Regions from separate parts of the Sus scrofa genome. Here region 1 is linked to region 2. The links are chromatin contacts, called in public HiChIP or PLAC-seq maps. All regions are on one chromosome and are shown on one strand. The core of a region is the stretch at or near the end of the contact, and the rest is flanking DNA. Distances in the headings are between cores, read along the strand shown.

Region 1 (6,268 bases), core at 3,016-5,515, 260 kb before region 2:
ATCAGAAATTATTGCTCATGTGTTTTCTTATGGCACTCTGATCATTCTCCTCTTACAGTATTTATTTTAATTCATAGTTATATATTTTTCTTATCAGGTCTATGCATGGTCAGGACTTTGAGATCAGATTCATAATCTTGCTAATACTGGTATCACTCACACACATGAGCCAAAGTGCCTTGGACATGCTAGTTATATAACCCATGACAAAGTGAATTAAAATTAAGTGGAGAAACGGCTTTTTTTGGCTGTTTTTTTAGGGCTGCATCCACAGCATATGGAAGTTCCCAGGCTAGGGGTCAAATTGGAGATGGAGCTGCTGGCCTAGGCCACCACAGCAATGCAGGATTCAAACTCTGAGGTTGGTACTTAAACTCTCTCAGTTTCCCCACAAAAAGGTGGTACTCACCCCATGAATTCACTGTGAGAACTAAATAATACAATACATAGAAAGCACTTAGCATAGAGCATCAAATGGTGAATGTTAATTTTATCATCTAAAATTGGTATTAAGATAAACTAAAATGAATAGGACACGAGTGATTTTTGTAATTCTTTTTAAAGTTTGTGTGATTTTTAAAAATATGCATACAAATTATATAAGCTCTTTTTCATCATCCAAATCTCTAAGGCAATTCATTGTCATACTTCATTTATAAGTTATAATTAAATTTGAAAACACGGTATCTTTTTTTTTATTATGAACCCTACTTGGAACAATAAAAGGAAGGTGAAGCTTACACAAAACTTTTCAAAACGTACAGTTTTTACTTGGTTCGTTGCCTGCTGTATAAGATTTCCCACCAATTAGGCATCTGGAACATTTCCAGATAACAGAGTTTGAAGATACTGAGACTTTTGTTCCCAGAAATAGATTTGACTCCCTGCCTAAGTTTCTACTAAAAAAGCATAAAATCAAGATAATATAGCCTTTTTGGCAAAGAACTGGAAACTCAGGGCTTAGTTAGATTTACAGTACTATTGCAAAGATCGGTAAAAAAATTTTCCATCATTAGTTACAAAGGCTTTATTACATTTAATTAGAACTTCAAATATTTATGTTCTGCCTAATCATTCTCCTTTGGTCAACAGCAATAAAGAATAAGTAAGCTGTCAAAAAGTAACTAGTACTTTAGGACAAGTTTTTTGCCTGAAATAAAGCATTTGTACCAAAAAATGTTATGTTTCCCAAAATATGTTCAAATATTACATTTAAAATTAACAAAGTAATCACCTTTCTTTAATAAATAGTTCTAGGTAATATAGTGAAAAAATCATATAAAGCACTAAAATAAATGTTAAAAATTACGTTCACTGAAAAACATTTAAAAATCTACTCAGGAGTTCCCGTCGTGGCGCAGTGGTTAACGAATCCGACTAGGATCCATGAGGATGCGGGTTCAATCCCTGGCCTCATTCAGTGGTTTAAGGATCTAGCATGGCTGTGAGCTGTTAGTATATGTCACAGATGTGGCTCGGATCTGGCGTTGCTGTGGCTGTGGCACAGGCCAGCAGCTGTAGCTCTGATTTGACCCCTAGCCTGAAAACTTCCATATGCCACAGGTGTGGCCCTAAAAAGCCAAAACAAAACAAACAAACAACAACAACAACAAAAATCCACTCAGTTGAAAAAACTTCTACTTAGGAAAAAAAACATTCTTTGCAATTTTATTCAATACAACATGGACTGGTCCCCTAGCAAATATCTAGGAAAGAAATCCTTGGGTCAGAGGTTGTTTTCTGAGAACTGGGCATTGATTGGGAAGCATTCATTTTTAGAAGGGGAATTAAGTTAAAAGGATTCAGTTTCTTCAAGTCTAAAACATGGTACTTCAGATACAAGCTGAAATCTGAACTGATACCCAAGAAGGTATTTTCAAATCTCTGAAGAATTTTAAAGCCCTGCAAGGTACCTATAATGATGTTACAATCATTATGATATTGAAGAAGGGACATGGCCAAGCCTGGGAAGAGCGACACACCTGCAAACTGATTCGCTCATTCATTCCTCCACATGCACTGATCAGCTGCCTACACTGTGGCAGACACGATGGTAGACGCCATGAAGGTAGCTAGGGCAAGATTCTTGTCCCTAAGGATATCAGAATCTATGAAGAGGGAAAATAGAAGAAGCTTCAAATTCTATGGGGATAATGGCTAAAACAGGTATATGGACCAATTCTATGGGGAAAAAAATCTGAAGATTTAGTAAATGACAACGATGAAGTCAGAGAAACTTTTGTGTATGCAAGCATGCATGCACGCACGCGTGCGCCACACACACACACACACACACACACACACACACACACACACGATAAACTTTCAGCCAGAGATTAGAGAATAAGTAGGGGTTTTCTGGGTGGGATACATGGGAGGATGGAAAGGTAGTTGGGTCAGAAGAGTATCTTAAAGTATGTAGTTGTATGGAGAGTGATGAATTCAGAGTATGGGGGGAAAGAGTTCCACACAACTGAAGATACAGCTGAGGTGGTAGCCTGGGGTCCAACAGTTAACGGTCTTATGAGGCCAGTTAAGTTTCTGAATTTAATTTTTTAGATTAAGGTAGAAGAAAGAGTCTCATAGTAACATTTTTTTCTTCTTCTTTTTCTTTTCAGGTTACATTTTATTTTATTAAACCTGAAAGCTCATTTTTATTGCTCTGAGCAAATGTTTTCTCCTGCAGCAGAGGCCAAAGCATAAATGTAATTTTTAGGTTTCTCTTCAAAGTTAATTCAGTGAACAGCCTCCTGACTGGTCCTTTTGTCACTGCTTGCTGATCTCATCTCTCTTTCCCCTGCCCCTATTCCCTGCCCCCCATATCTCATGAGTTTTCTCCTTAAAAGATAACCACTCTGCTTAGACAACACTTTGGTCCTCTGTTACCTGTGAGACAGTGTCCAAACCCTCTGGAATAAAACCCATAAGAATCTACTCAATCCTACAGAGCTGGCAAATCCTGAGATCTTGCTTGATCTTCCATATCTATATCCTTCCTACCCACCCTGTACTCCTCTAAAATCATTCATCGTGTTTCATTATAGTCTCATGGTTACATGTTAAAGCAAGGAAACCAGAGCCCAGGATCCCAGTCTGCTGAAACAATCTAAGGGAGATTCTGAGAGCCTTACATTACTGAGGTGACAAATGGAGTAGAGAGAGGAGCTACAGAAACATGCCCAGAGTCTTACTGACCATAGTGGCTGAGTTTTTGTCTTAGAAGGGAAGTTTTTCTGAGATGACTGACAAAACAAGTCAGAGGTACGATATGGAACTGCTGCATTAAGAACCTAGCATATTCTATCTGCTAGGGACATAAAATTATTTTATACTTCTGCCACCACTTCTTAGTTTTTAAAAAGATCATTGCAGCGGATGGCCTGGTTGTTAATCATGTTCACAGCCTAGAAGGCTTGATCTGTGTCTTAGGCATTTCTTCATCCTCATGGCACCACAACATGCTTTGTTTGTGAATTAAGAGTTAGTTCATTACAAGTGAAAATTAGGCACTTGTATTTGACATCTGTATATAAACACACAAGTCCTGGGAACACTTACTCTGCAGTAATCCAAAGTAGCAACATATTCATAAGATCCTAGAGATAGCTCTGGCTTCTCGTAGTGGTCCAGTCTTCTTCCAATGTGGTCCAGATGTTGGAAATAGAATGGCGGAACTAACAAAAACAAAATAGGAAAGGAAATATTTTGTTTTTATAACACAGACGATTTAGTCAGTTTTCAAAATTTACTATGGGAAGAAAGGAGTTACTATGAGAAAAAAATATTGTAAAGCTGGAATGCAGTATATTCTAAATATCCATATTAAAAAGCATGTCTTAGAAAGAATGAGGGTTTTCTAAAATATCCTCTTAACCCTTCCACAGTTATTGATGACAAAGAACATTAATGATTTAGATCATTATAGAGAAATAGGGGATAAAAATACCAGTGTTTTTAAATTGTCACAATTGAAACAATTGTCCCTGTTTAATTACCTCTTTTAAAAAGAATTCTGGCTTTTCTATTTAAATTTTCATTGTGCCAGCAAATATACATTGGTTACTTGGACTATACTATGAGCTATAGTATTTATTATCCTTTAATTAAGAAATGTCTTCAGCCATGGGGAGTTTGCATGGTAATCTTTAATGTTTGGGCTTCAGAGCAGAGAGGATTACTGTATTAGGGAAAGACTACACCACTAAGCTCTCGGCCGAGGAACTCTTAATTTGATTCAAATGTCTAAGAAGGTTAGTTCTGGCAAAGACCTGGAAGTCATCCAATAGCACAGAAACACTTATGAGTCACACACTGAACACTTGGACAAATATGGCCTGGTATCTCTGTGAAAACGAACTCCCATTGCCCTGAGATTAATAGGGCTGGCCATTAAACCACTGACAATAGAAGTATCTGAATAAACAGGAATGCTCTGGTTTCAAGCATTTCATAATGAACAACAACTTCATTTGCAAAATAACAGAAGTAATGACTTTTGTTTTAAAACCAACAACTCAGTATTCTTTATTTTTAGCTGTGAACTAACACACAGATTACAACAGGATTTTTTTCTTAGTTTGGACTGAAAATATCACTAAGGCTTGAATTTTTTCCCACTTTCTTATCATCACATAGCCACTTCTTTTTATTTTTTATTATTTATTTATTTATTTATTTAGTCTTTTTGCTATTTCTTTGCGCTGCTCCCATGGCATATGAAGGTTCCCAGGCTAGGGGTCGAATCGGAGCTGTAGCCACTGGCCTACGCCAGAGCCACTTCTTTTTAAACAAGACTCTTAAGTACATACGGATCTCTGAATCTGGAAAATTCAAGGTCTTGAAAAGGTTATGGAAGTGAGAAACTGATGGCCTCAGCTGAGCTAAGAAAACCATAAGAGGGAGTTCCTGCTGCAGCTCAGCGGGTTACGAACCCAACTAGTATCCATGCAGATGAAGATTTGATCCCTGGCCTCACTCAGCGGGTTGAGGATCCGGTGTTGCAGTGAGCTGTGGCGTAGGTCGCAGGCGCAGCTCGGTTCTGGACTTGCTGTGGCTGTGGCATAGGCCAGCAACTGCAGCTCTGATTGGACTTCTAACCTGGGAACGTCCATATGCCATGAGTGCGGCCCTTAAAAAAAAAGGAGAACAGAAGGCTATGAGGGCCTTAAATTGCTATCGTGTTATGTTTAGATGAGTTGGACGATGCATTGGTATTCTAGGATGCATCGGGGTGGTGGCTTCTACACAGCTTCTACAATTTATTTTCATTCACACACCTGCCTATAATATGCGAAAAAAAGTTTCCCCTTAAAATTAATTTTATGTCTGTTAGCATTTATCTGCCATGTTTTATAAACCAGAATTCATGCTCCCCATAAATTATGCACTGCCACATGATACCCATCTTCCAGTGTGTCTTTTGGCCTCATATGCTTCCCACTGTGCAATGTCCGGATACCTTGAAGGGAAACAGAGAGGAGTCACGTAACCAAGCCTGCTGGGTTCTTTCTAACTCCAAATGTGTGCCTTCTTTAAACCCAAATGAAGAATGTAGGTGTCAGTGGAAACCTAAGGGAGTCTGGCCTCCTTGTGGGAGTAAATATTGCAGTCTAATATGAATAACCCTATTAGAAAATGAACATGGCAGCTTCCTAGGAGTGGCTCCCAAGAGAGGGGAATTTTGTGTAGAAGAACTCTGAGTAGTTTTTTTTTTTCCCTACCAGGAAGTGTCAGGACCTTTTAAGGCTTGGAGATGGCACTTCAAGTGTGAGGCCAGAGAGTCATGCTAAACTGAAGATCTCAGATGATCTCAGTGGACAGATCCTTGATAAATTTTTGATCACCCTGCTAAGAAAGTTGAGGGCCTGAGTGAAGACCTTGAGGATCTGGTGACCTTGGTGGAGACATTCATCAAAATGCTTCAGGAGAGGCCTCTGCTGTCTCAAGACTTTTTTCCTCCAAAACCAAAACACAGGGAGGTGTGTGGTCATAGGGTTCCTGAAATCCAGGTCCTGAGATTGTGTGATAGCCCAGGATTTGGTTGCAGGTTTCATCCAGGCTGAGAGATGGAATAAGATCTTCCTTAGAAAGAGAAGTCTGGGGCAGGGGGTGGTGGTGACAGGGAGAACCAACAGAATCCAGTCTCACGAGTATATCCTGTTGGTATTGAGTAGATGCCACAGTCAGAGCAAGCAGAGAGAACTTCCAAGAGGACCATAACCCAGTCTTTGAGATGATGCTGGAAACCAAAGAATCTATTCCACAGCAA
Region 2 (6,425 bases), core at 2,721-5,220:
GAAGTTCTCCCCTTGGCTTCACGCCTTTCTGACTAAAAGTAATTCTGAGAACTTTCTTATCAAGTAGTGAATGAGCACTCAGCTTGACTTGCTACTAAACCAATAACTTGAGCTATTTCCATAAGAATAATTCTAAACAGAATAATGCTAAGTCACAAGTTTTCAGTGTTTCAAAATACATCCAAAAAGTAGTCATCATTTGAATTTTTAAAGTCTCTCCTGGATGATCTAGCATTCACCCTGGACATGAATGAGGCAGCAAACCTTTGCTGCTGCAGTGTTCTCAGTGGAAGGTTTCTCAACAAGTATTTATGTCAAAAACTCCCTAGAAAGGAAATTTTTATATCCTATGCACTTTCGGTAGTTTTGCTCCCCTCTTAAACTATGTCTCATTGTCATTTTAAAAACATCTCCTGAGGAAATAGTGTAATGGATTCTAAACATAGGTTTGAATATTCTCATCACTAACCTCAAAGAAAGTAGATGTGAACTTCTAAGTCAATTTTAAAAACCTCTTGTATTTGCAGAGCTTCACTGCCTTAATTTAAAAATCATAGAGCCACTTATAAAGTGATCATTATGAGGGCTTACTATGTGCCATTCTAAATACTTAACAAAAGTTAACGTTTTTAGGCATCACAAAATGACTAGTGTGTGAAGCATATTATCATTCTACTTTACAGATGAGAAAATAAAATCAAGGAACTTGTCTAAAGTGATGGGCCTAAAACTCAAGACCCAACAGTCAGCCTCCAAAGCCATTCTCTAATCACAAGGTTACACACCTTTCTTGATGACAAGAAGACAAGGGTCACATATGAAAGGAATTGCCCATCAGAGGCAGTCAGTTTTAACCTGTTTCAGAAATAACTCAAAAGTTACTTTAAGCCTTCTAAATCAAAGTATGAAATGTTGGAAAAGCTTTTTATAACTTTGGTAGCCCCAAATGATAGACACTCTTAAACAGGTGGAAGGGAAGGGAGAAAGGCTGTTGTCTTTATTTCTGTTAGCCTATTTGCTTTTAACTCAAATGATAGGGCGAGGCCTAACATTTTGCTAGTTACTTACCGTTGAAGGAATATCTGTAATGTATTAGAGCAAGTTCCTCAACACCCACTTTGAGCTGTCATATATTACTATAGCTGTGCTAATTTATACCAGGTAAATTAAGGGAAAAAAGAATAGTGATGAGAAACTCCTCAAATTTTAGTAACAACAATAGGGAAAAATTGTTCCCTCAAATATTTAAATTAAAAAAAAAGTCATCATTGGATTTAGGGAAAGCAAAATGTAACCATTTCTTAAATGGAATCAACCCATGACTGGATTCCACATAAACACCAAGCCTACAGAGGCATCATTTTGCAGTGGGTAAGTGTGTGGACTTGGGTCAAATGCCTACAGCTGAATTCCAAGCTGCCTCTTGCCAACAGGGAGATTTTAGGCAAATAATTCAGCCTTTCTGTGTCTCAGTACTCTCTGCTGGGAAATGGAGAGAATAACAGGCATACCTCACAAATTGTGAAGATTAAAACAAACCAATATGTGTTATGTGTATAGAACAGTGCCTGGCATATAGAAAGCATTCACCATATATTAGCTATTAATATTCTTGTAAAGGGCATCCAATAAACAATAGCTCTATTTCAAAAGCAATAATTAAACAAGTTCTTTTGTTTTTTTTCTGTTAATATGAATTCCAATTTAAAGTATCTAACAGAACTAAAATAGAAAAAGCAGAAGCAGTATCTGAACAAATCTCATATTGACATGAGGAATAATCTATCCCCAGGAGTCTTTTTTGCTGAGAGATCTTTGTTTCTCCTCTACTGTTTCTTCTTACTGAAGTTTATATGTCTATATTCCTCTATATTCAGCCTGTTGGTCAATTTTCTTTTTTGTCTCCATCTATTGTACTAGCATTATTGGAGTGGTATAGAAAAATGAGACGGGGTTCAAAAAGACTGGTAAAAAGTGTTTTTAAAAAAATTTTCAGACTCTACTACAAAGGGACTATGTTCAATTCAAAGTACCGATATTAAAGAGAACGAGTGTGGTACACTTAGCAATATAGAAAGAATTCTTATAGAAAATGCTTATAAATGAAATATATTCTCCAAATAGGATAGTTGGTATCCTGAGCAAGGTTGTAGTAAGATAATTGAAGCTTTTCTAGGCCTAGCACACAGAAAGTGGAACAGTTGGCAACCCAATCCTTAAGGCTACCCATATTCAGGCCTGCAACAGTTGGGGCTCTGACAGAACCTGGCTGGCCTCTGATGGCACAGCAGACAGCTGTTCTTATCCCTCCTCCCCAACACCATCCCAGGACAAAGGGTCAGCAACCTGGCCCTTTTAGAGTAATGGATCCCCTTTCCTGAGAAGCATGATCAGTTTCTACAACCAGAAAAGAGTGAAACCTCTGTCTGAACAGAGCAAACTCTCAGCTTGAAGGGCAAATGATGAAAAACATTTCTCAGAAGCTGAGTGACTGATGTAGGGAGGAACCTAAAATTCCAGCTGCCCTTCAAACCCAGGGAATTTTTGTGGGTTTTCTGGTACTTCTAGAATCCTCTGAGTCAGAAGCAGAAATTAGGACTGATTGTGAAGAAAGAAAAAATCACAACACATTGAGACTCTGAAAATTTTATCAGAATTCAAAATTGCTTTTGTTTCAAATACAGTTAAATTTATTTAGTTCAGTTTTCCTTTTGTGACATTTAATTACATTTTTTTCTTAAAAAGAAAAAAACTAGGTCTCTTTCTTGCATTGCATTAGTTCTTTCTGCTAGCATAACTCAGATTGATAAAGAAGTGTTCACAAAACCATCCTCTAGAGCTAAAAATCACTAAGGAAAAGGCTGGACTGATATAAATAAAATGCTAATTAAAGGATCATACAAACCCTACACAATAAGTTTGTTTTTTAATCATACTTATAGTTTATTGATGGTCTGGACCACTGGACTACTTTTTTTTTTTTTTTTTAATAGCGGTACCCTCAGTATATGGAAGCTCTTGGGCCAGAGTTGAATTGGAGTTGTGGCTGCTGGCATACCCCACAGCCACAGCAATGCCAGATCCGAGCCGTATCTGTGATCTACACCATAAGGTTGGAGCAACACTGGATGGTTAACCCACTGAATGGGGCCAGGGATTGAACCAGCATCCTCATGGGTAGTAGTCAGGTTCTTAACCCACTGAGCCACAATGAAAACTCCTGGACTACTTGTTAATGCTTATCAGTGATGTCAATTATATTCCTTCATGTAAATTTAATAGGAGCTAAATAGATTTTGAATTCTACATTATAAAATATCCAACAAAATGTTACAATCCATTTCAGGTGGTATTACTGAAATAAAGAGCAAAGCAAAATATATCACTTAGAACTTTTGATTTAAAATTTAACACTTCAATTCACTAACTAATGTTATTGCCTTTATATACAGGGATTTAGTGTTAGCAAACTATTGCCCTCAGAGTATCCTAACATATAGTTTTCCAACTTTTGGTCCCAAGGGAAAATTGATTCCCCTTTCCCCAGGGAAATTCTGATTTAGTAGCTCTGGGTGGGGCCCAGGAATTTGTTTTTTATATATATACCCCGGGTGATTCTGATATCAATGGTTGTGAACTGCACTTTGAAAACAACTTTCTAACACACAAAACACTGAAGTCAGGAGTTCCCTTGTGGCACAGTGGGTTAAGGATCTGGTGTTGTCACTGTAGTAGCTAGATTGCTGCTGTGGCATGGGATCGATCTCTGGCCCAGGAACTTCCACATGTGGTGGACGTGGCCAAAAAAACAAAAAACACTGAAGTAGACTTTATTCTTTAAAACTCATGAATAGTTTTCCAGTTCATCCAATCAGGGACAGCCAGAATTGTAAACAGCACCTGCTTTCAAATGCTCTTGATGCCCTGTCTGAAGGAACAGGCCCTGAAGCGCTGATGTTGATGACTTTATTCTAGGGGCCCAGGAGGTGGCAGCAAACTCTCTTCCTGATCAGAGTGCGTCACAGGCAGCCATTCTAAAAACGTGTTGCAAATAATTTGCTTTAAAAAGTCTTCTAAATTTGTTTTTTAAATAGAAGAATAAAGAGGACTTTGAGATGTGATTTTATCTGGCCCTCTGCTTCTAATCAAGCCTGAGAATAAATATTTCTAGGTATAGAATGATACAATTTTATCATCTAGAGACTGTACAAAATTCTTTGGCTGATTTTTCTTATCTCTGGGGAAAGGGATTGTATGACTTCCCTTGGCCGTAGGGCGGTAGAGTCTCTTATCTCCAATCAAAAATGTTCTTACTAATAACAAACTGAAATCTCTCTGGCAGTAATGAAAACATTTTTATTTTGGGATCTAGACTAAAGGAGAATTTTGAAGCACTTTGAATGCTAATTAGCTTTTTTAAAATGAAAACAAATATGATTGTAAAATCCTCAAAACATTTATGGAGCACAGGGAAATATCCCAGTACTTTTGTTTGAACTTCACATTTAAATGAACGAATGGTGTGGTGGATTGACAAAATCAGTCAGAGGCTGCTTAAACCTTAGAGGCTGCTTAAACAGAACAAAGGGAGAGGTGGACCCACTGAGTACAGCTTTGATCCCATTGAGAGTATTGTTTTCAGGCCTTTGATGCACTAAAGTTTATTTCTAAAACAAAAAGGATGGTGAGGTGTCTGGAGGTTCTGTAAGAGGAGATATGTTCGTACATTTACCAGTGGGAGGAGGTAGAAGAGCTGGATATTTGAGGAAGTTTGATATGGATGAGAGATTAAAGGTCTTCATTGGTGAAAAAGAAAAACAGGACTAATGAATGGCAGTTACAAGATAGTAAATTTCAGTTTAACTTAAGAAAGCTTCAACAACTTGGGGGAAGGGATAGAGAAAGAACTAACATACATATTAGAAATTTCAAATGTGTTAAGGGCCTTAATACATGTATTTAATTCACACAACAACTTTATTCCAGCAAGTTCTCCTGCCCTCAGTCATGAGGGGCTCACTATCTCCTATCCAAAGCTCCCAGGTACAGCAATAGGAGAGGGGAAGGGAGGAGAGAAAAAGAAGATGACTCAGTGCTAGATGGAGGGAACTCTGCTCTGTATGGTTACTTGGTCCTTGCCATAACTTCAGGCAAAATCGGGTGCAGGTTGTCAGGCCAAGGCTGTGGTAAGGAGTGGGTAGTCAACAACTGTGGTTGGCAATGTAGATGAATTGTGCCACTCCGCCACTAAATTATCCTCATTTTTTCTAATTGATAAGGAATCTAAAGCTCAGAGAGCTTAAGAAATTGCCCAGAATCACCCAGCCAGTAAGGTGGCAGACTCACCAGGAGAATCCAGGTTTATCTGTTTTCACATCCTGTGCTTTTCCACTGCAATGCCTATCAGGTGTGTTGTAGAAGGAACTCTCGAACCTCATGCAAGCTCGATTGCAGGATCTCTAAAATTTTTTCCATCTCTAAGATTTTATAATTCTATATATAAATAGCTCCTTAAAAACATTTGGGTTTTTAAGTTTCATGAGTATTTTGATGTAGTTCAATGCTTTGAAAAATCAGGGCCAGATTGGGAGCTCCCATAGTGGTCCAAGGGAAATGAATCTGACTAGCATCCATGAGGATGCAGGTTCGATCCCTGGCCTCGATCACTGGGTTAGGGATCCAGTGTTGCCATGAGCTGTGGTGTAGATCACAAACATGGCTCGGATCCAGCGTTGTTGTGGCCGTGGTGTAGGCTGGCAGCTGCAGCAGCTCCGATTTGACCCCTAGCCTGGGAACTTCCATATGCCACGGCCCTAAAAAGACAACCCCCCCCCGCAAAAAAAACCAAAAAAACAAAAAAACAGGGTCAGTTTAAAAGCTCACAAGACAAAATTTGTTCCTTATTATTTTAATTTCCAGAATATTTGAAGAAAGGAAGAGTATCTTAAAATTAAATTTTTTTTTTAGGGCCGCACCTGCAGCATATGGAAGTTCCCATGCTAGGGGATGAATCAGAGCTCCTGCAGCTGCCGGCCTATACCACAGCCACAGCAACGCCGAATCCAAGCTGTGTCTGTCAACCTACACCACAGCTCATGGCAATGCCAGATTCTTAACCCACTGGGCAAGGCGAGGAATTGAACCTGCATCCTCATGGGTACTAGTTGGGTTCCTAACCCGATGAGCCACAACAGGAAATCCTGCAGAACTTAGGAGGTTAGAGAATAATTTTTCTTTCCTTAAAGCCCTGGCTAGAGGATTTGCTTTGGTTCCAATGTCTGTAAAGTGTGATTATAATTCTTGGTATCCTCACACACAGTGCGTCCTGAAAATGGAGAGCACTATGAAACTTGGAGACACCTTTAGTCCTGGGGCAGCCATCAGGCACCCTGAAGTAAGAAAAGGGCTTGCAGTGCTGCAAAGCA

What was found. HiChIP or PLAC-seq counts read pairs in DNA pulled down with a chosen protein or histone mark.
Region 1: an H3K27ac HiChIP or PLAC-seq map of skeletal muscle shows a contact between it and region 2, with 2.3 times the contacts expected there. The contact joins two enhancer-like sites. A contact is called at or near these places in 2 of 47 Hi-C or Micro-C datasets (heart right ventricle and skeletal muscle) and 1 of 2 datasets of contacts at active chromatin or transcription factors (skeletal muscle).

The regions. Positions count from the first base shown.
Region 1 is chr8:104,956,833-104,963,100 of Sscrofa11.1, reverse strand. It overlaps SEC24D (protein transport protein Sec24D), which reads right to left. Exons shown (of 26, transcript XM_021100700.1): 13 at 3,559-3,674. Among named protein-coding and RNA genes, the nearest start is that of METTL14, 94 kb to the left of the region's middle. Within about 2 kb of position 4,265, at least 33 of the 83 cell types and tissues checked have an H3K27ac peak or open chromatin away from gene starts, as enhancers often do. A contact at or near this core is called in skeletal muscle, where this site is marked.
Region 2 is chr8:104,696,931-104,703,355 of Sscrofa11.1, reverse strand. All of the region lies in intron 2 of SEC24D (protein transport protein Sec24D), which reads right to left. All of the region lies in intron 4 of SYNPO2 (synaptopodin-2), which reads left to right. Among named protein-coding and RNA genes, the nearest start is that of MYOZ2, 91 kb to the right of the region's middle. Within about 2 kb of position 3,970, at least 33 of the 83 cell types and tissues checked have an H3K27ac peak or open chromatin away from gene starts, as enhancers often do. A contact at or near this core is called in skeletal muscle, where this site is marked.